5 separate regions of the Mus musculus genome follow, and all the other regions are linked to region 2. Evidence: chromatin contacts called from public Hi-C and HiChIP or PLAC-seq data. All regions are on one chromosome and are shown on one strand. The core of a region is the stretch at or near the end of the contact, and the rest is flanking DNA. Distances in the headings are between cores, read along the strand shown.

Region 1 (5,371 bases), core at 1,180-3,679, 460 kb after region 2:
TTGCTCATGCTAGCTTTGGACTCATGATCTTCCTGCCTTGGGTTTCTGAGGGCTGGGATTACAGGTAAGGAAGGAGCCCTAACTTTGATCCACACAGGCTGTTGTTTTTGTATTGGGTCATATTGCACTGTATTATATTGTTCTATTTATTCATTAAAATTAATTTTTTGAGACAGGCCATATATACACCAGGTTGGCCTCAAACTCCAGGTCCCTCTGACTCAGTCTGTCAAATGTGGGTGTTGGGATTCTTTATGTATTCCCATATTTAACTTAAATGTTACTCAAGTTGTAATAGTTAAGTTTACTTCTGCTTTGACATAAAAGATAACTCAAACATTATCTCCTAAGGCTAAAGAAATTTAAAGAAAAGAGTTCAATTACAAAAGAGAAATTCAACTAAGAAGCTAGCAGTGTTAAAAAAAAAAACAAAAACAAAAAGCCTCATAAGCCTCAATGATTCACCAGAGGAAGCGAGCTCTGTCCTGTGAAATGGAGTGGGTGCACAGCAGCACGACCAACCACTCCTTGCATTTGGCAAGTTTCTTGGGAACCCTAGAAAGTTTGACATTATCATGCTGGCTAGGCTGCCCAGAAAAGTTATGTGGCTAAGATATGACTTATAAAGTTATAATCACTGGGGGAAAGTTTATCTTTCATTTGAAAATATAAGATAATCTTGGGGGCTGGTGAGATGGCTCAGTGGGTAAGAGCACCCAACTGTTCTTCCGAAGGTCCAGAGTTCAAATCCCAGCAACCACATGGTGGCTCACAACCATCCGTAACAAGATCTGACTCCCTCTTCTGGAGTGTCTGAAGACAGCTACAGTGTACTTACAGATAATAAATAAATAAATCTTTAAAAAAAAAAAAAAAAAAAGAAAATATAAGATAATCTCATCATTTTGACTATTTTGTTACATAAAATCCCTGTGGGTTTGGCTATCAGACCCCAGTTAAATTCAAAAGAATAAATATCAGATGATACAGCTGTAAACTACCTCCAAGTGATAATAGGTAGAGGCAAGACATGCAAATTCCATGTAATAATGGTTTTGTGCTCAATCTACAATTCTCCCAAAAAACAAAAGTTAAAAAATGTCATGTGTGACAGTGGACAAGTGGTACTCTCTGAGTTTAAGAATTTTTCTCATCTTTCATTGATAGATAGCTACAAATTTTTACTTTTCCCCATAAAATAACTGGTATGAGAATAATGTTAACAAGCAAAGTTAAACAAATTAAAAACCCTTACTATTCTCTAGCTTAGCATTCTTTAGGACATTATTCTTCACTCCAGCCAGAGGCAGCCTTTATTCTCTCCAACTGAATTCATGTGTCACAAAGTCAATTTATCTTGATCCCACTTGGTTTATAAATTATACATTAACACTTCATTTCTGGATTCAGACAGATGTGATGCTAGAAGTAAATCTAGATGTTTCCTTAACCTACAATAAAGGATCTTGAAAATGATGCCAAAGATAAACTGAAAAATACAAGCATCTAAGGCAGAGGCTGGAAGATGGCTCAGTAGGTAAAGACGTTTATATGGAGACTAACATTCTGAGTTCTAGACGCAGTAACTACATGATGCAAAGATAGAACTGACTCCCAAGAGTTGACCTCTGACCTCCATGCAATGGCCTGGGCACAGAAACATCATCACAAACATCAACACAAAATGAAAACATAAATAAATGTTAAAAAAAATTGAAGAGTAAAATATAAGAAACCTAAGCCAAGAATGATGCCTTCTGGAAGATGCTGGTTTTACCACATACCAAGGCCAGCCTAGACACTGCAAAGTGAGACTATCTCAAAAAAAATAGGAAAGATGATTCAAAGAGTAAGGGCACTTGTGCCAAATGTGAAGATCTGAGTTTGACCCCTGGGCCTTCCATGATACAAGGAGAGAGCTAGCTCTTATGCACATTGTTCTCCCCAGACAAAAATTTTCAAGGCAGTAGAAAGACAAAATCAATAACTGTGCCTTAAAAAAAAAATAAAGGAATCAAAGCCTTTTATGGACTAGAGGCCATCTACTTCCTGTTGTACATATTAATAATGTACACATTACAGGTATGTGTCACCACCTGGGGAAAGAGCTGAATATTCTAAAATGTCATCAAGAACAACTTTAAACTGTGTTTTTCTTAAACCAGCCCTAGTGACACACATCTTTAATCCCAGCACTCAAGAGGCAGGGGCAGGCAGATCTCCAGCCTGGTCTATATACTGAATTCTAGAACAGCCAGGGCTACAGAGTGAGACCCTGTAACAAAAGAAAAAAGAGAAAAGAGAAAAAAGAAATGTGTCTTTTGATTTTTTTTTTTTTAAAAAAAGGAAGTTCTTTGAAAATGAAACTGTTTTTCCTTCTTTTTAAACAGATGGTCGTTCTTAGGTACTACTTACTAATTTCCTTCCTTATTTCTTGAGAAACCACAGAGTATTAAGTTTAGAAAAAATAACCCAGCACAGAATTTGAGAATGCTAAGATTTTCAAATGTAAGAAAAATATTCTCAAGCCCGACTCAACCCTTGTAGAACTGCTTAAGTCAATCAGAAGCACGTAACTTAAAGCCACTTACCTTGAGAAAATTCTTGACTCGCTCGGGATCATAGCAGTTGCTTTCTCTGCAGATTCTTTCCACTTCTTTGATTTGCCCAGTCTTGCAAGCCGCCTGAATATATTTAAAGTGCACATCTGGGTCCTGACTAAAGTTAACAATGGACCCCAGAAAATAAAAGAGACCTTAAAGAAACAAAAGTAACTGAGATTAAGGAACATAGGCAGGTTTTGTTTGTTTGCTTGCTTGCTTGCTTGCTCTAAGACAAGGTCTCACTGTGAAGCCCTGGTCTCTTCATGGAGTCCTGGCTGTCCTGATTTTGCTGTATAAGCCAGACAGACTGGTCACAAAATCAGAGATCCTCCTGTCTCTGACTCCAAAGTGCTGAGATTAAAAGCATGTACCATCAAGCCTGGCTATACTTTTGAGAATGAAAGAACTAAAAATTAAGCAATTACAAGTCATGATTACAGAAAAGGTTCCTAGTAAGTTGGCTGTTTTAAAAGTTCAGTAAGAATACACATTAATCCAGAAGCCACTTGAACAAATCAGGTATAAATTTCAGTCCCTACACAACAGGAAATTCTGTTTAAAAGTATCTTTCTGTGTTTTAGTGTTTTTGAGAGGATTTGTCGTATAGTTCAGGCTGTCCTTGAATCTATCATAAACCTGTCTCATTTTTCTGAGTGGCCACTCTGCCTGGCTCGGAAGTTTTCAAATAGTAAAGGACAGCGCCTCAATAGCAAAGCAAATGTTTATACCACATTTCATGAGACACTTTAAATCAAGTATCACATACCAGATAGCTTTGCATAAAACTTTCAAAAATTTAGTGTAGAGCTGTCCATAAGAACTTTCTGGAGTGATGACCTATATCATCTGCCTTAGACACTAACCTCCCATGGCTCACCTCAAGCGTAGCTAGACTAACTCTAGAAACTTTCAATTATATTTTAATTATTTAATTGAATTTTAAATAGCTGGGCTAATGAAGCACAAAACCCCCTTAGGAGAAATGTTCACTATTGCAAGAGTCAGAGCGGTGCTTTTAATATTACTGTAATTAGTCGTCAGTATTTTAATATTATGCAGCTAACACAAGACAATAAATTTCTTAACCCAAATTTCTGCCTTTAGTTCATAAAATACCCAAGCAGGTGTTCTTCTACACTGTATACCTCAAGGATCCCATGACATGAGGGGTCCTAGAGAAGACATGTCCCATAAAAGTGTTTTTCAGAAGATAATTTCGAACTGCCTGATTAATTATAAGTGTCTCTCTTATATCAATTCTGACATTCCTAATTACCTTCAAAACTCTTGAATGATTCAAAGAGCTCAATCAGAGACTGAGTTGACAGCTGTTCGTGATATTTAGAAGCCACCTGAACACAGATCTGTAGATTTTGACGAATATTAGCTGACAGCATGGCTCTGAGGCATTCTAGGGAATCTTCAACTGATAAGGACCCAAAGTAATTCACTAACCACTAGAGGGAAAAAAAAAATTAATAATTACTATCACCCAGTATAAACAATAAACACACTGACTAATCACAACTAACAGGTAAGAAACAAATACCTCAGGGTTAAGAAGATGGGTATGAACAACTGCACGTTTTATGTCATATAAATCGGTGAAGTGTTCTAATGCACGCTGCAGCAGGCCCGCCTTCTCACACAGCTGGGCGATATGAGCCCGGTCATAGTGGGTGAACATCTGATTCCCGAGAATGGCATCTGCAACCTAGAAAACCACAGACAGGACAAGGCCGTGTTTCCTTCTCCTTTACTTCAGCATACACCAACACCCAGAAAATACACTGAGACTGAATAGTGAATAAATAACATGAAAGTATGAAGTACAAAGAATACTAGCTAAATTTTCTTAGGAAATAAGCATCTCAAAACTCTGAGTGACAACTTGTAAACATTGGCACAATGGACCAGAACAGGATCGGAAGCAAGATTAAAAAGCATGACAACTCTGCTGGACACATTTTTTGTCAACTTGAAAGTGGGAACATCTTGGAAGTGGGAACCTCAAATTTGAAAATGGCTCTAACAGACTACTTACAGGCAAGCCTGTGGGGTCTTTTCTTGACTAATGATGGGGAGTGGGGAAAGCCCACCAGGAAAAACACCGTCCTTGGACGGGTAGTCCTGGGTTATAAGAAAAGACTGAGCAACATAATAAGCAGTGCTCCTGCATGGCCTCTGTTTCAGTTTCTGCCTCCAGGTTTCTGCCCTGACTTCCCTCAGTGACAGAGTCAAAAGAGTTTTAAGGTAAAATAAACCCTTTCCTCCCCAAGTTACTTTGGTCATGGTGTTTATCACAGAAATAGAAATCCTAATGAATACAACAACACATACTTGAGGTGCGTGCATAAGGTTCATCTCAAGCAATCGCGTCTGCAAAGGACCTTCAGAGGGACGATTATTCTTCAAAGCATCAAGTAAGAAGGCAGTACATTGTTGGATTAGATTGTATTCCATAAAGACATCCACAATCTATTAAAAGAGAAAAATCAGATATAAGACAGTACTGAAGGGGAAGAGCTGTAAGACCAAAAGGGCAATTCAGTGTAGGGGAAATATGAACAAGTAACAATGTGCACGTATGCAAGTCATGTTAAAATGCAAAGAACATGTATGAGTTTTACCAGTTGTTTTTTGATATTTACTTATTTTATAAGTATATCACATGTACTTTTGAGTTTTTGCATGCATGTATTTCACATGAAGAGAACGGTAGCACATCCAGTGGACTTAGAATTAAGGATGTTTGTGAGCCACCACGT
Region 2 (4,789 bases), core at 164-2,663:
TGCCATCCTCACCAGGCAGGGCAAGAGGAGTCTTAATTCCGGATCACTTAAGGACGCCAGGCGGACAACATCCACCTTCTGCATAGCTTCAAAAGCAAAAGGGCTGACAAACTGCAGGCCTGTACCCTCGGGCGTCATCGCTCTCGATCCTAAGGAGTCCAAAACAACAAAATGAAAATCGGTATCTACTTCCCACATATATGACAACCTTCTTTAAAATCTAACAAAGTATACTAAATACTTAGTAGGTCCTTGCATTGGCAATGTTGTTGGCACAATTAAAGCTCAGGTTTCTGTCTCTATGTTTCTACTGACATCTGGAAGATAAGAAGGAAAACTGCAGATTAATGTTTCTTCTCAATTTAGAGATCATTTGCTCTAATACTTTGTGTCCCAGTGAACCCTCCTACCCTGAACACAGCCAAGACTTCCCTCATTATGCCCATTACATGAGTTCCATGAAATATGGAGAGAAAATGAACGGCTGCAGCCAGATCTCTTTCATTTTACAAGCCTACCAGATAAATATAAATATCAGTTGGGCTTCTCTTTCTACCTCCCAACTACATGGAAACACTGGTAAATCATCTCACGGGCCAAAAGTAATGTCAGAGGCATGGTTCTGAAAGCCACAACGCTATTCCGTACCCCTATTGTTATAGAGGTAGATGTGTATGTACAGTCAGCTGAAGGAGTTAAAGAGAGTCTCACTTGGGCACTGTGGTTTTGAGTAAATTTTCAAAAGGTAGCAGAAAAGAGAGGTGACATGGAACAGTTAACAGAGACCACTCAGTCTTAAGACCTACTCCCTAGCAGAGCTGTGGACAAAGAATCGTAGGCAGAAATGCTGCTGTTTCAATAGTAAGCGCTGGTCTTTTAACAGTAGAGTAAGCTCAAGGCAGAGGTGACAGGACTCAGGGGTCTCTGCCAGGCAGCAATGAGAATCGAGTGACCCGGGCTGCGAAGAGTCAGGCGGACTTCAGACAAAGCGGCACTTGGGCCCGAGAAGCCGACGCTTCATACCTTAAGATCAACCCTCCAGCCTCAAGGGACCCACTCGGATTCCGCCTCCGAGAGCCAGACGAGGCAGAAATGGAGAGCGCGGTCCGAAGTTGGGCCTAGGTGATTATCCAGATCCCCAAACCCCGGCAATGCCCGGAGTCGACTCAGGCACCAAGAACTCTGACGCTGGCACCAACAGTGCCGTCGACAGAGCGAGAATCAGAATGGGGACACTGCAAAAAAAAAAAAAAAAGTAAAAAGGAAAGGGAAAAAAAAGGGAGAAGCAACCAGGAGAGAGGGGAAAGCAGAGACTTAGTTCAACCTGCACCCTGCACCTCCATTCATCCCAAGCTTCTGGCACGCGCCGGCCACCGTACAGCACTGAGAAGACGTCGGCGGCGATAAGAAAAGCCAGCTTAGGGCCGCTCTGCGCATGCGCAGGCCCGCCCCTTCCTCCGTCACCGCCCTCCCCGCTTCCGAAAGCGTGGAGTGTTACACTTTCTTGTTTTCCAGAGCTTTTCTCTTGGAACCTTGTCAGATGAGTTCCTAAACGGTCAGAGCGAAATCCCGACCCCCGAACCAATTATCGCGACATTTAAATAACAATAATGTATTAAATGGCAAAAGTTGTCCGCTCTGTTCCTCCACAGAAATTTGCCTAATGGAACCCGATTGCAGCCTCCTTTAAACCCCTGCCGGTGCGGTCTAGAAAGTTCTAGAATCCCAAGACCTGTGTGTAGGGGAATTTTAAAAGTAATGAAGCCGGGCAGTGGTGGCGCACGCCTTTAATCCCAGCACTTGGGAGGCAGAGGCAGGCGGATCTCTGAGTTCGAGGCCAGCTTGGTCTACAGAGTGAGTTCCAGGACAGCCAGGGCTACACAGAGAAACCATGTGTCGAAAAAAAAAAAAAAAAGTAATTAATCATAAGTCTATACACTAAGGCCAAAGTGTAATAACTTTTCATTATTTAGTTTTATGGTGTGTACCCAAATTATAAGCGCATGCTACCACTTCCGGCTTGCATTCGAGGTTGGTTTTGTTTTTCAGACAAGGTATATGTGGTCCTTGTTGGCCTGGAGTTCATTATGTAGACAAGGATGACTGGTACTTGACACAACCCCTCTGTCTGCCCAGGGCTCATACTAGAGGCTCTATGTTTGGTAGCTTTCTCGGGTCTCGAGGTTACAAAAATCCTATTCAAGAGTGAATTTTAGGAACGAATTCAGTGGAACCTTCTCAATATTATATGTGGCACTTGTGAAAGAAAATCAAAACTAAAGTCTCACCATCTTAAAAATTGCAAGTCTATTTATCTCATAATAAATGTTCTGGAGACAGCGCCACACTATGTAGTCCAGGCTGCTCTGAACTTCTGCTTCAGCCTTTCAAATTGTGGAATTATAGGATTGTGCCATCTTCACCAGCTTACGTTTTTTGTTGTGGTTGTTGTTCCTGGTTCACCCAAGGTTTGCATGACCTTGCGCGCGCGCGCGCGCGTTTGTGTGTGTGTGTGTGTGTGTGTGTGTGTGTGTGTGTGTGTGTGTGTGTGACATTTGTGCATGTGTTTACTTGTGAGAAAAAAGAATAACTCATGGAAGCTCATTTTCTCCTTCCACCATGTATGTCCTGGGACTTGAATTCATGTCATCTGGCTCAGCGACCAACACCTGGCATGCTGTGCCATCTGTCAAGCCTCTGAACTATTTTATTAAAATGCAGCTTTTGGGCTGGAGAGATGGCTCAGCGGTTAAGAGCACTGACTGCTCTTCCGAAGGTCCTGAGTTTAAATCCCAGCAACCACATGGTGGCTCACAACCATCCATAATGAGATCTGATGCCCTCTTCTAGGTGTCTGAAGACAGCTACAATGTACTTAGATATAATAATAAAGAAATCTTTAAAAAAAAAAATTCTGCTCTTCAGAGGACCTGAGTTCAGTTCCCAGTACCTATACTTGTGGCTCCAAAACTCCAAGGGGTTTGACACCCTCTTCTGGCCTCTGCAGGACACACACACAATAGTTTTTCCTTGTTTGCTTGTTTCCTTGCTTGCTTGGCTTGGCTTGGCTTGGCTTGGCTTGCTTATTAAATATTTCTGAGCAAATGTGGCGCCTTTCAACCCAGCACTTGGGAGGCAGAGGTAGGCAGATTTCCTGAGTTCAAGGCCAACCTGTTCTACAGAGTGAGTTCCAGGAAAGCCAGAGTTACACAGAGAAACCCTGTCTAGAAAGAAAAGAAAAAAAAAAGTATTTCTGGAGCCAGAGAGATGGCTTAATGGTTAAGAGCACTAGCTGATCTTCCAGAGGACCAGAGTTCACAAGGCAGCTAACAGTCTGTAATTACATTTCCAAAACTCTCTTCTGGCCTCTATGGGCACTGAAGACATATTGTACACAGAATATGCAGGCAAAACACCTAAACTCAGAAAAAGGAAATAAATGAATATTTAAAAACAAAAAAAAAAAATTGAGCATCCTTCAACGAATTACCAACCAAGACAGGATTTGTGTGTGTGTGTGTGTGTGTGTGTGTGTGTGTAGCCCTGGCTATCCTAAAACTCAGAAGACCAGACTACCCTTGAACTCAAAGAGCTCCACGTCTCTCTGCCTCCCAAGTGCGGGACTAAAGGTGTGTGCCTCCACCACCCAGCTTGACTGATCATTTCTTTTAAATTTTTTTCTTCAAGACAGTTTTTTTCTGTGTGTCCATGACAGAGTGCTGTGATAAAAGCCCTGTACTACTACCACTTAGCTTACAAAAAATTTTTAAAATATTTCTAAGGCTCTCAGAGAGGGAAAATCTCAGAAAATAAACTCAGCTTTCAGGGTAGAGAATCAGCAAAGGAAACAGAAAAACTGAGATGTGATACAGTGTTTCTCAAATTATCCCATTTGATTCAGAGTAATACCTTTAGTACTGTGAACCAAAATATATGCAATCATCTGTAACTATTATGTATCATATATAATCATATGCCATAGATACCCAATGTGGTCAAATGTAGATGGTAACAAATGTCTTATACACATAATACTTGATATATTTCCTATTATTGGAAGGAGATATAGTGAGGAGTTATAGGTCTTGTTATATGTGAAGCCTTAGCACTCAGGATCCTACCACTTCAGCTTTCCAGTTCTTGAAATTACAGATGTGCACCATCAAGTCCAATTCTGCATATTTTTTTAAAATGTAATTGAAATAGATTTCACAATTACAAAGCATACAATTATTGGTTGGGTTTGGTGGCATGTGCCTTTAATCCCAACACTTCCGGGGCACAGGCAGGATCTCTGTGACAGGCAGGATCTCTGTGGGTCATGGATCCAGTCTCAAAAGAGACAGGAAGACAGAGAGAGAAGAGAACTTATTTGTAATTTCAGCACACACAGGCTGAACTTCAAAATGACTGTCTCACAAAAAGGGGAGAGCTGGAAGGATCAAAACTAAGAGATTAAACAATTTAAACTTCCTGAGTAGCCTTTTCACAGGAAAAGAGAAAGAGGACTCAAGGCATTGGTTTGATGGACTAATAAGAAGAGCTCACCTAAGAACAAGGTGATATTTCAGATCAGGGCCATGCACGCACAGCCCACCTCAAGAAACAGAACAGTAAATGAGCCCAGCCTGAATGACTCAGAAGTGAGTGCGGAAATGTCCCTTTCTCATTGTCCCCCTTGCTTCGTTTTTCCTTTCAGTCACTGTGAGCACAGCTTGAATTCTTAAGGCAAAAGTATGGAGGTCGCACTCTTATCAACTTAGAAGTCTTTCAAATCATGAAAACAATG
Region 3 (4,915 bases), core at 1,624-4,123, 410 kb before region 2:
TATTTAGAGATTAACTCATAGCATTTAATTTTTTTTTCATTTTACATGAGCATCTATATTGTACAGGGCCCCAGGATCCTTGGCTGCTGGGGAAGGGGAGGCACCGAACCCCAGGGAAGGCCCACCCTGCGGACCCCTCAGCCTCTGCACCCCGGTTTTGCCCGCCCGGCCCACGGGCCCCACCTCAGGTTTTCACTTTTTGCTCCAGAGGGAGAACGAAGCGAGAAAATAATAAAAACGCTATCATGCGATTTGACCCGCGCTGTGCGCTCTGTGGGCCGCGCGGGGCTGGGGCTCTGAAGAAGGGACTGAGGCGGGGACACGGGCGCCCCTTTCTGGCCCTCAGCTGCACCTCGGCGATGGCGGCCCGGCAGCCCGGCCTCGAGCAGATCCGCGAGGCTCCGAGGCGCCGACGTCGGCGCCCGGCTCAGGCCAGGCCTGGAGGCGCCACTCCGCTCCGCAGCCCCCGCGACCCAGGCCCGCGGCCCGGGCTCCCCCTGCTGGCCACTCTGTGTGACCGCAGCTCCTGCCACTCCCCGCACCTAGTCACAGGATTAACGCAAAACGCACAGAGTGGCCTGGACTCCCGACTCCCTTTCTAGGACACTGTGGACCTGCTCCTCACCCCTCCTTTCAACCTTCCTGGGTACATGATCTGGGAAACGGGGCCCTGCTCTCTTCTCTTTCTCCTTTCGTGTGTGTGTGTGTGTGTGTGTGTGTGTGTGTGTGTGTGTGTGTGTGTGTGTGTGTTGGGGAGGAGGTAGTGGCCAACTTTCTTCAGTACCACCAACTCCAGAATTCTGTCCCATCACTCTGCCTTCTGGAATCACTCGGTGCTTGGGGTGCTGGGAAAATCTGGCCTAAAAATCCCTCCTTACAGCTTGTTTATCTTCGATCCCCTCCTTGCATCAACTTGCTGGCGACTTTCAAGGGAGTCCCACTGTGTCCCACTGGCCCCATTGGGCTGGTGCTTCCCTAAGACCCCCTCTGTTAAGGAGAGCTCCCATCCACGCCGCTCCAGAAGGCCACAGCTAGTAACCTCATCCAGCTGGCAGGTGCCTCCGGGAGCTGATTACATGTCTCTGGATTTGTGGTCGTTGAGCACCCCGTCTTCATCCCTTTAAGTCCAGGAGGTTTTGACGTCCAACCCCAAAAGATTGCCTTGTTAGACATTGTGAACCTCTGGGGCGTGTATGACTTTCCACTCGCCCGGGGACATCAGCAATGATTTGAAGGGCAGAGTGAAGATGTAGGTAGACTTGAAAGTTTCAGGAACTCCTAATGCTCCGAACACCTTCCTGGGCTGACACACTTACAAGGAAAAAACTTTGTCCAACTCCTCTGAGACAGGGCTGCCTCAAGTTTCCCTGGGTAGAGAGTGTGGAGTGTGCGCGCGCGTGCGTGTGCGTGCCTGTGTGTAGATGGTCTCATCCCAACCGTAGGTGAGCTATGGCTCCCCTGTTCTGCTCCGCCTGGACTGATTAGGCAATGTGGTTCACGAACCAAGCAGGAACAAGGAAAGTCCCTCCCTACTTCGCATAGAGTCTCTCCCTATCTCTACGTTTATTTGAGGTCACTTTGGGTTGAAACTCCCCGTAAAAAATAAAAATAAAAAATCCCAAAGCAACGTGTGCACTGGCATCTTGCTGCCTCTCGCTTTCAACCAGGAAAGAATGCCGAGAGTTTGGCTGTGGGGCCCCCTCGGCCTGCGGACACCAGGGGGCAGCACACGCGGTGGTGGGCAGGGCCGCAGCAACTCGGGTCTGGTGTTATTTCCGAGCCTGCAGCGCGGCTTGGAGAATCCTCCCGCTCCCCTGCTTTCGGCCGTACACACCCCCCTCCCGGGATTGCCACTACAGTGCTCCGCTGGGCCCCAGCTGCAAGGCCAAGTGCGGCTTGGGGAATCCTGCAGCTGACGGGCTGGGCCTTGTCCCAGACAAAGGCCTGGCCACTCCCAGGCCCAATTAAGCCACCAGCCTTCCCAGCCTTCCAGTCTTCATTGTCTCTGGGGGTCGCCAATTAGCTCAAGCGCCCGTGTACCCGCTGCCTTAACCCTTCAGGACCTGCCCAACCAGGGCCATTGGATGGCAAATCCGTCAGCAGAGAGGAGTGTGTGAGCGATGGGTATCGAGGGGCTTCTGAGGTCTGTTAAGTGGGTGACCAAGGGGCCTCTGAGGTCTGTTAAGTGGGTGACCAAGGGGCCTCTGAGGTCTGTTAAGTGGGTGACCAAGCGTGTCGCCAAGAGACTCAATGGGGAGTGTGGGGTCTTAGAGAACTGTGCTGGTTTAGGACTGGGTGTGATAACACCCGAGAACTCGAAGATTCAGCATTTGGAGCCTTCGTGAGACCCCTAGCAGCGCAACTGAATAGATTCCGAGATGTTGGACACTGCATTTTCCACGCGGTTAATCCGAGGCTTCCGAACCCTCGAGCCATTTCTTCCTTCCAAACTTCCCGCTGCGGTGCAGAGCTTCTGAGCCTCGGCAGAAGGCCCTGTCCTCCTGGAGGGCGTTGAACCGGGTTCAGCCTCCCCAGCCCACTGTGGATTCACTGACGCGGGGAGGAGCACGCCGCGGCGCGACAGCGATCCCGTCCCGCCTGAGCTCGGGCCCCGCCCCGCCTGGGCTCTGGCCCCGCCCCCCGCTTCTCTAGGTGAAGGCCGCCGCGGAGGGAACGGTTTGGGAGAGATCAGAATTGCAACTCTGAGCCCTCCTTCCTACCTTGGGAGCGACCCTAAATCCAACTTCGTTTCCTTTTCCCATTCTCCTTCCGCCTCTCCGCCCTTGACCGAGAAGTTTGGAACACTCTCCCGGTAGGCTGAGTCCAGCCAACGATCAAGAGTCAGCGGGGAGAACGACCCCGTGCGTTGGAGGGGGCTGGGCGCTCCGGGTGATCTCAGGGCATTGTGTCGCGTCCTCTGGAGAGCAGACAAGTTACCCACCAGGGAAAGTGTTGGTGCCCGGATGACTGTTTTCCCCTCCGAGTTTCTTTTAGGCTCCCTTGGGGTGCGTGTCTGTCCATCGGGTTTGATGGGCTAAGGACCCCGAACTCACTTGGCTGCTCCGGACTCGGGAGCCTTCCCAGGTCCCAGGCCTCAGGAACTCCCCACGTTCCCACGAGATGGCGCTCCAGGACAGGGCCCGGTCAAGCAGCCGGCCAGCACTCCCTGCCAGAGCCCAAGGTGCAGTGAGTCCAGAGAAATGGGCACGGAGAGGGATCTCAGATCCACTGTAGGTCCAGGCCCAGGGACTTGAGTGGGCTGCCGACTGCGGGCACCGACGAGGGAGCTCAAAACTTAATGTGGGTTTTTCTCTTGGAGCTGCCCTGCAGTGCCAGCTCCTAGAAGCTATGGTCTTCGATGTGCCTGGCTGGACTCAGATTCTTCTTGGGACAGGGAAGGCGCTTGCCTCTGGCTTTCCTGGCCTCTTGGAAACACAGTCAGGGCTGGGATCTATGAGCACTGGAAAACACGCCTCTGGCCCTTTTGGAGTGTGAAGCTCCACTGAACCATGCAAGCTTGGGTGTAAGTGTTGGCTAAGACATTCCTCAGCTCCTACCTCCACCTCCTCAGCTCCTCAAGGTCACACGAAGAGACTGTTAGGTATGCACCAGGGACCAGTGCACTTGAGGACCAAGGGTTAAATCTTACAAGACAACCAAAGGTCTTGAGGAGGCTTTGGGTCTTCAGTAGTTCCCGAAGATGCTAAGTAAGAAGGACTCAGAAGTGAGCCACCAGAGTTTGAGTCAGGTTTGAGTCGGATGCTCGTGGGTAAAGAGGGGAAACCTGATCACTAACAAATGGCACACTCAGAGTGGGGAAAATTTGGGGGAGCTAAGTACCAAAGATGCCAGCAGCTCGACAAACGGGCAGAATAAGTCTACATACGCTTTTTAAGAGCACACGGATAGAAACCTGCCCAGTTCCCATCAGTCTTGCATCTCTTCCTTAGCCAGCAACTTGTTGCCTCCCCCCAGCCAGAGTCTCGGCACCTTCAAGGCATACCAGAGGATAGGATGAGACCTTTGGTAATCTAACAGTCACTTGATGCCCATCTATTGCAAAGCAGATGTTCAGTAGGAAAACTGAATGAGAAGTTCAAAGCCAACCTTTGCCTCTAGCCATGAGATCCTGAACAGTACGACTCTCTTTTCTGAGCTCCAGGATCCCGGTTGGCAAAGTAAATGGTGTGGACCAAACCCAAAGTGATATGTGAGAGACTAGTTGAAACGTTCCCCTCCCCGACATCAAAGGCTCCTGAACAAGGACCTAACCCTTGAGGAACCTGGGCCTGAGACATAGGCAGAGCCACTCACAGACCTTGGGAACTTTGACTGTTGCTAAGCTTCTTGGACTGGGGTCAGGATTGGTGGCCTGGATGAATTCCCGATTAGGAAATAGCATTCCAGGTTCTGAAACCCTCGGGGAACCAGCTGGCTCCAGCTGCCTCCAGTCCCTGTGGGATGTGGCTGTCACAGTTCAACCTTCCCACCAAGCACAGTTGGGAGGGGGCACATCCTATGGGTTGTGAGGTGACTCTGGCCTCCAGCACCATGGGGTTGCTGACAGACTGAATGCAGGTTCTCCCCAAGGAGAGAAAACGGTACCAGTGGAGGGTCTTCTGAGGCCCCTTCCTAAAGGGTATCCCCTAGATCTGGGCTATTTACATGGGCTCAATCCTTCCCTGAACTGAAGGCTTGATGGTATTCAGAGTACTTTCTCATGAGGGCTCGCTCTCAGTGAAGGCTAAGTCAGGGGCAGTATAGTGACCATGAACCGCGGAGGATGACATTGGGGTTCAGAGAAATGAAGGGTTCCAGGATTTCCAGTAAATAAAGGAAAAGGCTCTTTCACAATTCAGTGAGCAGGGCCCTTGGCAGCAGCAGCTAATGAGGTGATGGTGGGTATAAGTCAGGC
Region 4 (5,284 bases), core at 1,265-3,764, 480 kb after region 2:
CCGTGTGCAGTTATTCTCCCCAACTCTCTCTAACAAGTTTAAATTCAAGCCACTTTTAGCACTTGATGATCTAAGTGAAAAGAAGCCTAAACTATAAAAAAGGCATAGAATGGAGAAGCTGATTGTTACAGTAACCACTGAAATGTTTAGGTCCTAATATTGTTATGACTTATTACAGAATACTACTTTCATTCCCCTATACAGAAATGCTTTTAGCCTTTTATCATGTCAGATATAAAATGTATATATCGTAAAACTTACAATTATTTCAAGTATATCTATTCTACAACATTTCAGAGAAACATTCAAGGTTAAAATTACAAACACTAACTCAAGTTCAGAATTAATTTCAACTTTGCAGATCTAATTAAATTTATTCAACATATAACAGAAAAAGTACAAGTCAGTAATTTTATTTGCATACAACACACATAAGAATTTCAAGAAAAACATTCACAATCCTTTATACCTTTCAGTGCAATCACTTTGCTGGCAGGATTCATGATGGCACTGTCTGCTGAGATTGGTCTTCGAATTGGATTACTTGGATCATTCATATCAATGATTACCACCTGGGCCTGCTCTCCCACTTTTTCTCTAATGCAGATGAATTTGTCTGACTCCATAGTCAAGGTACTGAAGCCAATGTTTGCTGGGTTGATACCCAGGTTCTGGAGCTAGAAAAAAAAATATAGACCATGTTACCAAACCTGGAAGTAAAATTTGACATTCATATATTATCATTATAAATCCTAATTTAACTATCCATGCCAAACCAATAGTGACAATAATGAAAAAGTAAATAGATCTTCTTAAAAAACGTGACATTCCGCTGCTGTAGTGTAACTTACAACTACAGAGGTCAGAGGTGAAGGTAAGAACACAGCAACTTCTGAGGGCTGGCATTTATGAGTCACGGGATTTATAATCACTGTTTCTTGCTGAGTTTTTAGATCTTTGAACCGTTGAACTTACTCTCTCTTACCCTCACTAACACTTAACACAATTATTTATCCACTTCATTAGGCCTCAGGGATCTGTAGTTTAAGCTAAAGTAATATTTTAAAAAGGAGTAAAAGATTTAAAAGGTCAGAATTCTTGGAGGAACAGACTACTACCCTGAGCAGACAAAGTTCCACACCTGTGCAGAGTCAGAACCAGCCCTATGGGCGGGGCTCTATCAGACGCCTCCGAAGCTGGGCGGAGCCAGTCTAGAGAACTCTCTCCAGAAACATGTGCTACTGCACAGGGGTACAACTGTCTTAAGGGAGCTAGAGATACTTCAAAATACACTAGAGAGTATAGACTAGGAAAGGCTTGAACAGGCAGGGAATAAAGATTATACAGAGACACAAGAAAGAACTGCTTGTTTGACAAGCTAAATTTACCTCTTTTTTTTTTTTTTTTTTTCTTCCTTTTCATTTTTCGAGACAAGGTTTCTCTGTAGCCCTGGCTGTCCTGGAACTCACTCTGTAGACCAGGCTGGCCTCAAACTCAGAAATCTGCCTGCCTCTGCCCCCCCCCCCCCGCCCCCCGAGTGCTGGGATTAAAGGCGTGCACCATCACTGCCCGGCCTAAATTTACCTCTTAAGAACAGGGATCTTGAGGCTCAAGAAATGGCTCAGCTAGCAGGGCAATGGTGGTGCACACCTTTGATCCCAGCACTCGGGAGGGAGAGGCAGGCAGATTTCTGAGTTCGAGGCCAGCCTGGTCTACAAAGTGAGTTCCAGGACAGCCAAGGCTATACAGAGAAACCCTGTCTCGAAAAACAAAACAAACAAACAAACAAACAAAAATGGCTCAGCTTTTAAGAGCACTGTCTGCTCTTCCAGAGGTCCTGAGTTCAATTCCCAGCAACCACATAGTGGCTCAACCATCTATGATGGTATCTGATGCCCTCTTCTGGCATACAAGTGTAAATGCAAATAAAGCACTATAATATAAATAGACAGATAAATCTTTTAAAGAATCCAAAACTTACAATATATGTAGAAAGAGCTATTTAAGAATTTTAATACCTGGGTATGGTAGCAAATGCCTTTAATCAAAGCAAAAGCAGATCTGAGTCTGAGGCTAGCCTAATCTACAGAGAGAGTTCCAGGACAGCCAGGGTTACACAGAGAAAATGTCTCTAACAACCACACACACAAAAGAAAAAAGGAAAGGAGGAAGGAAGGAAGGGAGGGAGTGAGGGAATTTTTGCTCTGTATAAAGCAGATACTATAGTATTTGCTCAATAAACAGTGGTTCTACAGATGGTAAATCTTTGAAAACCAAAAAGTGTGAGTAACAGAAGTCACCTGTTACTAGAAAGATTCTACTAGAATGGGTCACTAATCCTCTGGTTAACTAAATCCTTTAAAAAAAAAAAAAGAGCAGTCCCATCCTGCCCTCTTCCCTCCATGGTAGTGAATTTTCATGTTGTAAACTGAGAAAAAGCCCTTGTCCCCAGCTGTGCATTCCCTTTACTGTGCTGGCTGAGCAATGTCAGCTGTATCTTACATCAAACTCTCCTGCTACAAACAGGCCAGGATCTGAGTAAGGTCCAGAATAGGACTAAGACTCTTTTACTTTCACTTCCCTTTAACTCCTCAAGTACTACAGGTATAACCAGTAATAAAATGTAGTTATAACTTAGACATAGCACCGAGGACAAAAAGCCAAGTAGCTATATAACCATTAATACACACATGGCATTAAAGTAGAACATTAACCAGTTTTACAAGCTCAAGATATACTCTAATGCCAGGCAAATAGACAAACTATAAAACAGCTAACTTACAACAAATGTGGTTGGTTACTTCTTAACTTCAGGACTGGAGAAGGAATGGAAATTGTCACCAAATGTATGAATGGAACATGAGTGGTATTCAGAGAGGTCTTTTCCTTAGATAAACTAAATAAAACCAAGTTATCCATCTAGTTTCTGGGGAGAAATACACATCTGTTTTTAGACCCTTGAAGGATTCATGCAGATCATTTCCTTCAATAGTTGCAAAAAGTATTTCAATGGCTCAGAGTTCATACGGTTATCTACAGGAACACAGCACACTAGCCATGAGAACTATGACTCTAAGTTTCAACCCCAGACCTTTACCTACTACACTTTTGAATTTTTCGGATACCATTGTTCAGTTTCTTTTTTTTTTTTTTTTTTTTTGGGTTTTCAAGACAGGGTTTCTCTGGGTAGCTGTCCTGGAACTCACTTTGTAGAGCAGGCTGGCATCAAACTCAGAAATCAGCCTGACTCTGTATCCTGAGTGCTGGGACTAAAAGCGTGCGCCACCACGCCCGGCTTCAGTTTCTTTAGTATCTGAAAAAATGTAGACTTATATAAAAGTGTCAGCCAAACAGTGAAATTAAAAAAGTAATGTAAGAGCCGGGCGTGGTGGTGCACACCTTTAATCCCAGCACTGGGGAGGCAGAGACAGGCGATTTCTGAGTTCAAAGTAAGTTCCAGGACAGTCAGGGCTACACAGAAAACCCTGTCTCGAAAAACCAAAAAAAAAAAAAAAAAGCAATATAAAGAGCAAGATAGTGCCTGATACCATCTACATACAAGAGGATGAGGCAGAAGAATTCTGAACTACAGAGCCTCTGTCTCAAAACAAAAATCAAATTAAGGGTCTGGAGAGATGGTTCTGCATTAAGAGAATTAGCTGTTCTTCCAGAGGACAGGGGTTTGATGCCCAGCCTGACACGGCAGCTCCCAACCACTGGCAACTTCAGTTCCAGTGGATCCAATACCCTCTGTGGGTATCAAAAATATGTGTGGCACCCAGACATATATGCAGGACAACATCCATACACATAACACTTTTTCCAATTTATACACACACACACACACGCGCGCGCGCGCCAGGTGGTGGTGGTACACACCTTTAATCCCAGCACTCAAAAAGCAGAGGCAGGTGGATCTCTGAGTTTGAGGCCAATCTGGCCTACAGAGTAAGTTCCAGGGCAGCCAGGGCTACACAGAGAAACTCTACATGAAAAACAAGAGCAGAAGAAAAGGGGGAGGGAGGAGGAAGTAAGAAATGTTAAATGGCCTATACCTTCAGAGTATTTTACTTATAGGAAAAAAAATGAAGATTTGGTTTTAAAAGAATTAGGTTGCTTGCAATCTATATAATCCTACACTATATCCTTTCTTACTAGACAGACTCTACCAAGACCATTAGGCATTCGAACCTTTTGTTTTCCTATCAAGAATGTACTAGCACTATTCAAGCTATTCCACGTGAAACAGACATATACTTTATTTAAAAGTGAAAATAAAGCTGGGCGTGGTGGCGCACGCCTTTAATCCCAGCACTTGGGAGGCAGAGGCAGGCGGATTTCTGAGTTTGAGGCCAGCCTGGTCTACAGAGTGAGTTCTAGGACAGCCAGGGCTACACAGAGAAACCCTGTCTTGAAAAAAAAAAAAAAAAAGAAAGAAAGAAAAAAAGAAAGAAAAGTGAAAACAAAATTAGAGCTATATGTGGTGGTGCATGCCTTAAATCCTAGCACTTGGTATAGGTCGAGGCAAGCAGATCTCTAAGTCCCAGGCCAACTTGAACAAGAAAAAAAAAAAAAAAAAACCAAACTCAGGAAAGGAACAGAACAGAATGGAAAGAGAAAAGAAGAAAGAGGAAAGAGGAAAAAGGAAAAGGGGAACAGAATAGAAAGCAAGGGAAGCAGGCAGAAAAAGAACTGTGGAGTCAGTCAGGTTGAGAATGACCTCGCAGAGCGAGGGGGTTTGGCATAGACTATTCAGAGATTAGTCAGGATAGCCAGGGGTTTGGTCTAGTCCCATGGAGCACAGGTCAGGGCGTTTTTGTAAGAAAAAGGAGAATACTGGTAATGGGAAACCCATTATAAACTGAAGAATACATCACATAACTAAATATTTTAAGGGTAAAGGTGAAAAGACTTGGAAATACTAAAAGTTTGGTAGCTTCTATCTGTGATCCTACCTACTAAGGAGCTAAGGCAGAAGGAACCTATGTATAAGGTCAACCTAGGCTATACCACAAGACTCTTCTTAACTCAGGAAGAAAAAAGACAAAGAGCAAGAACAAGAGAGCAGCCGGGCTGTGGTAGCGCACGCCTTTACGCCTTTAAAAACCAACAACAACAGCAAAAAAAAAAAAAAAAAAAAAAAAAACCACACTTAAACGATGATCATTTGTACAACTAAATAAGAAACTGCTCTTTCCTAGAAAGTGTTAGCAAAGGACAGAGACCTCAAGGATCCTATTAGTTAACAGAAGAAAAGTGACTTGCCTCCACCTCTGTAAAAATT
Region 5 (5,291 bases), core at 1,756-4,255, 400 kb after region 2:
CTTTTCCAGAGGTCCTGAGTTCAATTCCCAGCAACTACATGGTGGCTCACAACTATCTGTAATGGGATCCAATGTCCTCTTCTGGTGTATCTGAAGACATAGACATATATAAAATAAATAAATAAATCTTAAAAAAAAAAGTTAAGAAATATGCCAGGTGATAGTGATACATGTCTTTAATCTCAGCACTTGGGAGGCAGAGACAGAAGATTTTCTGAAAGTTAGAGGCCAGCCTTGTCTACAGACTGTTCTAGGATAGCCAAACTATACACAGAGAAACCCTGTTTCGAGAAAACCACCACCACCAACAATAACAATAACAACAACAAAAATCTTAAGAAATTCATCAAACATCACATAGCTAATATTGGAGCAGACATTCCAACCTAGCTACTTGACTCTGCTTCTCTCATAATCAAAACTTCTGCATACTCTTCACCATTAAAGGATGGAAAACCAGATGTGGTGGTGCACACCTGCAATCCCCTTATTTGGGAAGCCCTGACAGGAAGGATGCTATGAGTTCAAGACCAGTCCAGGATATATAGCCGTGGGAATTATTTTCCACATATGCAAGTCAATGGAAAGCAAGGCTAACTGGTAATTTTACTGATCCTTTAAAAATTATTTTAGATTTTCTTTGTATGCACATCTTCCTGCATGAATGTGTGAAACATATGCTTGCCTGGTATTCAGGTCAGAAGAGGAAGAGCACTGGATCCCCTGCAACTAAGATTACACACAGCCCCGTTCATTCTTATGTAAGCAAACCATGTATGTGTGAATATAGACAAATAATAAATCATGTGTCTAAGCTAAGAGAGTCATTTGGGAATTGGGTAAGAATGCTTTATAGGCAAATATACAACAGTATATTGATTGTGTTAGTGATGCCATCTAGTGGTGACCAAATATAGATGTACTAAGACAAGTTCTAGAATTGGTTTTTTCTCTTTTTTAAAGGATCTTAGGATTTATTTTGTTCTGCATGTGTGGATGTGTTCAACACACATGGATGCCTATGGAAGCCAGCAGACAGCATTATATTCTCTGGAACTGGAACTATGAATGATTGTGAGCCACCATCTGCGGCTGGGAATTGAAAGCAAGGTCCTCCACAAGAACACACTGGCCTTAACTGCTGGGCCATCTTTCTCTCCAGCCCCCTAGGAAACTGATTTCAAACCACTCGTAGATGACAATCTTTGGAGAATGTGAATAACGTAGGTTTTTTTTTTTTTTCAACAAGAATAAAAAGCTTATTCTCCTAGGTACAAAAGTAGAATGTTCAGGAAATTAGAATAAGCAACACAAGTCAGTGGTTCTGCTAATCATCCTACTAAGTACCGTTCCGCAGAGATGAAAGAAGCTCGCTTTGCTCTCTGGCTCACACCCACCACTCCCATGGAAACAGCAACTCTGCTGATTGAGTGATGAGGGTTCCAACACACATTTTCAAATTACAACCTTTCAATTGAAAAACTTAATCTTAAAAATAAGGAAATTGTTCATTAACTGAAAAATATGACTTCATTTTAAGATCTAATCTTTTTAGTCTTAATCTTAAGTGACCATCTGGTGTACATTCGATCACAATTAACAAGGTTTAACCGCAAAGAGGCAACTTCCACTGTGAAGACCAATGGACACGAAATACAAAGCATTTTCATATTACTTAATTTTTAGAAAGCATGATCATGATAAAGAAGAAATTAATCTTTAGTTTTTCAAACTACATGAACTGTAAGACTTTACAAACAATACAAACACAAAATCCGACAAGAAGGGGACTGTATGTCTGCCCAGACTACGTTCCTAGCATGGCTGCTTGGCCTCTGAGGGTTACATGATTACAACAAGGTAGAGGTGTCTATTTCACCATCACAAAAAAGTAGGCCATCAGAATGTCGTCATCATCACATCTAAGCTCATAAAAGAAAGCACATGCAATTGGGGTTTCCCAAACACAGTCCTATCATCAAAAGACAAGGGAGCCCGGCATGGTGGTGCCCGTCTTTAATCTTAGCACTCAGGAGGCAGAGGGAGGAAGATCTCTGTAAGGTCCAGGACAGCCAGGGCTATATAGTGACACCCCCTTCCAAACAAACAAACAACAATACACAAAAGAAGTGAAGATTGTCAGGTGTGGGAGGCAAAGCACAGAGGTCCTTGTGCCATCACAGAAGCACTAGAGAAACCAGGAATGTTAAACATGCAGGGTTATCTTGAGAGAGAGAGAGAGAGAGAGAGAGAGAGAGAGAGAGAGAGAGAGAGAGAGAGAGAGAGAGAGAACTTGCTTTCAGAGCAGAGGAGGTTATGAGCCTGGTGACTTTTATTATCTGTGTGGCTAAAACCACACCAGATCCTCCCTAAGACCTTATCATGAAACTCTTTTTCTCAGTCGATCTATATATAGAACCTATCTTTATGGAAGATGTCACATGTTCTTACAAAGTTTCAACATGGGATTGAGTTAATTATCACCAGGAAATTTTTTCACCAAATTATACTGTACTTAATTAAATATATCTAAAGGAAACTACTTGGGGTCAGATTCTCAAAGTTTAAACCAACACAGACTACTGAGTTGTACTGAGCTGAACTGGCTCATCTTACATGGATTGACATGCTGGTCACTGGGATTCTAGAGAGAGAGACCCCCTGTACTTAAGAATTAAAACATTGTTACAAATCACAAAGGAAATGGTAAATTTTAAAGTTATTAGAATAGCTTGTATTAAGAACAAATCAAAACTCTGCTTTTGATTTCCTGTCTTTTTTTAAAATGTGTTAAAATTTCACATGTAATTTTAACAATTTATATACAAATATAATACACAAATATACTAAAAACTTCCCATGGAAACATTTATGTATAATTAATGCAGTAGTTTTTATAAGTTCAATGATTCTATCTCCTTACTTGTGACTTAGTATATAATAGATATAACATTGAGTGCAGTGAGAAAGAACTTCCTCCCAATTGCTCTTGAAATTGTCAAGAGAGATGACTCAGCAGTAAAGAGGCTGTGTTGCTCTTGCATAGGATTCAGGTTCAGTTCTTAGTACCCACAAGACAGCTCACAACTGTCTGTAACTCCAGTTCCTCCACAGGCACCAGGCAAACACATGATGCAGATATACAAAATACTCATATGCATTAAAAGTTAAAGCTGAGAAAATTCTAATTACATTCCACTAAACTAGCACACTGATCAAGTGTAAAAATGCTCATTAGTAGAAACAAAGATTTTACTTTTCCTTTACATTAATTCTGTAATAAACTTTACTGTTACAATACTACTACTACTACTACTACTACTACTACTACTACTACTACTACTACTACTATTATTGCTATTATTATCGAATGTGTCCATGCAGGTGAGTATCTGTGTGCCATGGCACAGGGGTAGAGGTCAGAAAATGGCTCATCCGAGGATTCAAAGTCAGGTCCTCAAGGTTGTTCAGAAAGTACTTTACTCAATTATCTCTCCAGCCCTCAAATTTCTTTATACTAAATTTGTATGCAATTTAAAGAGGACTCATTTGAATTCCGTTTAATGTTCAGTAGAATCTTCCATGTATGCGGCTTCCCAGAGGATTTTAGGTTTGTCATCTATTATAAACAAAGCCCTTCATCTTGTTTTTCAAGAAATATCAGATGGTGGGTCTAGATAAGAACAGGAAGATAGGGCAGGGTGGCCCACATCTTCAATCCCAGCCCTTGGGAGGCAGAAGTAAGTGGATCTGAGTTCGAGGACAACCTAACTTCACCGAGTGAATTCAAGAAAAGTCAGGGAGAAACAGACAAACCCTGTCTTAAAAACACCAAAGCCAAACACACACACTCACACACGCACACACACACCCCACAAAATAAAAAACAAAAACAAAAACAGAACAAAAAGATATCCTATAATCTAATCTGTCTTTTCTTTTTCTCTCTCCTTCAATTTCTACATCTGAATGCAGTATTACACTACTAAGAATTTAGCAGTTATAGGACTGGAGAGAGATTCAGTTTAAGCATGCAGACTTTTATTTAGATGTCCAGCATTTATGCAAAAAGCTGAAAAGGATGCTTGTGATCCCAGAACTGGGGAGGAAAAAACAAGAGGATCCCTTGGCTCGCTGGCAAGGCAATCTAGCTAAACACAAGTTTATGTAGACCCTGTGTCAAAAAATATGTGGTATGTGATTGAGGAAGACACCGAATGTTGACAACTTGTCTCTGTCTACATGTATACACAGATAGATATATCTGGACGCACGTGCAAACACACACATACCATAAATACAAACTTATACCAGTTTAGAAGTTACTAAGAAATAGAATCAATTACTTACTTTTATTTCAGGTAAGAGATAAGCAGATATGAATATAATTCTAAAATTCAAACATTTTTGAGATGGGGCCTCCTAATATTGCCCAAGCCAGATTCAAACTCCCAAAGCTCCTGCTATAGTCCCCTAAGCAGCTAGTACCATGTGCCACTGGGTCTAGCTTAAAATTCCAAGCTTTAAAATAAACTTAGAGAAATGATGTACTAAAGATTAACTCCCAAATTATCCTTCAGATCATTAGTTCAACACTCTCCTATACCAATCATTCATGCCTTAACATTAACATATTGGATTCAGAAGTGAATGTAGTATGTATAGAGCAGCCTTGTTTGAAATGATGGAATTAATTCAGCATTGAGTATCACTGTGATATTCTTTCTACCCAATGAAGATAAAACTACAAATATGGAATTGTTTTTACTTCCTTATTCAGGAACAAGAAGAGAACAAAAGAAACAAACCATGTAGCCACAGAGCTTAATAAGCACTCAAGCATCCCAGTCTTACCTCACTCTGACAAGGCCTACCTAGATCCTGTTGTCCTGTCTTCAGCTGCCTACTCTCCTTCTACCTCAGATTTTTAAGGTCACTTGTAAAAATGGAAAGTTTTATCTTATACTTAAACTAGTATTTCACCAAGGAAGTACTTTAAAACTAAGTTTTACATGTTATTTCATCAGTTATATTAAATAACAACATCCAAACTATGGACAAGCGCCCATGGCCGCTTAGAATGTTTCTGTGTCGCTGATTAACAGATAAACTGTCTGTATCAACTTAAAGCCTTTTCTTGGTTTTGTTTTTTATTTTATTTTTTTAAAGATTTATTTATTTATTTTATATAGGTGAGTACACTGTAGCTGTCTTCAGACACATCAGAAGAGGGCATCAGATCCCATTACAGATGGTTGTAAGCCACCATGTGGTTGCTGGGAATTGAACTC

The links. A called contact is a pair of places that touch in the nucleus more often than the background predicts. HiChIP or PLAC-seq counts read pairs in DNA pulled down with a chosen protein or histone mark.
Region 1: a Hi-C map of B cells shows a contact between it and region 2, with 14 read pairs. The contact joins the enhancer-like site here to the promoter of Ints2 in region 2. A contact is called at or near these places in 6 of 39 promoter capture datasets (the C10 cell line, cranial neural crest, hippocampal neurons and 3 more), 12 of 484 Hi-C or Micro-C datasets (B cells, CD4 T cells, CD8 T cells and 7 more), 1 of 115 datasets of contacts at active chromatin or transcription factors (cardiomyocytes) and 3 of 9 other capture datasets (adipose tissue, embryonic stem cells and liver).
Region 3: a contact with region 2 is called in an H3K4me3 HiChIP or PLAC-seq map of embryonic limb bud, with 3 times the contacts expected there. The contact joins the enhancer-like site here to the promoter of Ints2 in region 2. A contact is called at or near these places in 8 of 39 promoter capture datasets (the 3T3-L1 cell line, the HPC-7 cell line, cranial neural crest and 4 more), 1 of 15 datasets of contacts at CTCF or cohesin (pro-B cells), 5 of 484 Hi-C or Micro-C datasets (LSK cells, embryonic stem cells, muscle stem cells and 1 more), 8 of 115 datasets of contacts at active chromatin or transcription factors (bone marrow-derived macrophages, embryonic hindbrain, embryonic limb bud and 4 more) and 3 of 9 other capture datasets (embryonic stem cells, liver and pancreatic islet).
Region 4: a contact with region 2 is called in an H3K27ac HiChIP or PLAC-seq map of microglia, with 4 times the contacts expected there. The contact joins the enhancer-like site here to the promoter of Ints2 in region 2. A contact is called at or near these places in 4 of 39 promoter capture datasets (the C10 cell line, hippocampal neurons, liver and 1 more), 1 of 484 Hi-C or Micro-C datasets (cerebellum), 1 of 115 datasets of contacts at active chromatin or transcription factors (microglia) and 2 of 9 other capture datasets (embryonic stem cells and liver).
Region 5: an H3K4me3 HiChIP or PLAC-seq map of bone marrow-derived macrophages shows a contact between it and region 2, with 3 times the contacts expected there. The contact joins the enhancer-like site here to the promoter of Ints2 in region 2. A contact is called at or near these places in 1 of 39 promoter capture datasets (maxillary cranial neural crest), 2 of 115 datasets of contacts at active chromatin or transcription factors (bone marrow-derived macrophages and microglia) and 2 of 9 other capture datasets (adipose tissue and pancreatic islet).

The regions. Positions count from the first base shown.
Region 1 is chr11:86,715,307-86,720,677 of GRCm38.p6, forward strand. Cltc (clathrin, heavy polypeptide (Hc)) reads right to left here. Exons shown (of 32, transcript NM_001003908.2): 11 at 4,944-5,081; 12 at 4,153-4,317; 13 at 3,880-4,060; 14 at 2,592-2,755. Among named protein-coding and RNA genes, the nearest start is that of Ptrh2, 34 kb to the left of the region's middle. Within about 2 kb of position 2,430, at least 39 of the 459 cell types and tissues checked have an H3K27ac peak or open chromatin away from gene starts, as enhancers often do. A contact at or near this core is called in B cells and hematopoietic stem and progenitor cells, where this site is marked.
Region 2 is chr11:86,256,181-86,260,969 of GRCm38.p6, forward strand. It overlaps Ints2 (integrator complex subunit 2), which reads right to left and starts at 1,414. Exons shown (of 25, transcript NM_027421.3): 1 at 1,024-1,414; 2 at 1-149. The coding sequence starts at 138. The region is part of intron 2 of Brip1os (BRCA1 interacting protein C-terminal helicase 1, opposite strand); the gene reads left to right.
Region 3 is chr11:85,841,693-85,846,607 of GRCm38.p6, forward strand. Tbx2 (T-box 2) reads left to right here. Exons shown (of 7, transcript NM_009324.2): 7 at 1-256. Among named protein-coding and RNA genes, the nearest start is that of Tbx2, 12 kb to the left of the region's middle. Within about 2 kb of position 2,874, at least 171 of the 459 cell types and tissues checked have an H3K27ac peak or open chromatin away from gene starts, as enhancers often do. A contact at or near this core is called in the HPC-7 cell line, bone marrow-derived macrophages, embryonic limb bud and 5 more, where this site is marked.
Region 4 is chr11:86,736,602-86,741,885 of GRCm38.p6, forward strand. Cltc (clathrin, heavy polypeptide (Hc)) reads right to left here. Exons shown (of 32, transcript NM_001003908.2): 2 at 470-677. Among named protein-coding and RNA genes, the nearest start is that of Cltc, 18 kb to the right of the region's middle. Within about 2 kb of position 2,515, at least 50 of the 459 cell types and tissues checked have an H3K27ac peak or open chromatin away from gene starts, as enhancers often do. A contact at or near this core is called in liver and microglia, where this site is marked.
Region 5 is chr11:86,655,021-86,660,311 of GRCm38.p6, forward strand. The region is part of intron 5 of Vmp1 (vacuole membrane protein 1); the gene reads right to left. Among named protein-coding and RNA genes, the nearest start is that of Vmp1, 26 kb to the right of the region's middle. Within about 2 kb of position 3,006, at least 18 of the 459 cell types and tissues checked have an H3K27ac peak or open chromatin away from gene starts, as enhancers often do. A contact at or near this core is called in bone marrow-derived macrophages, where this site is marked.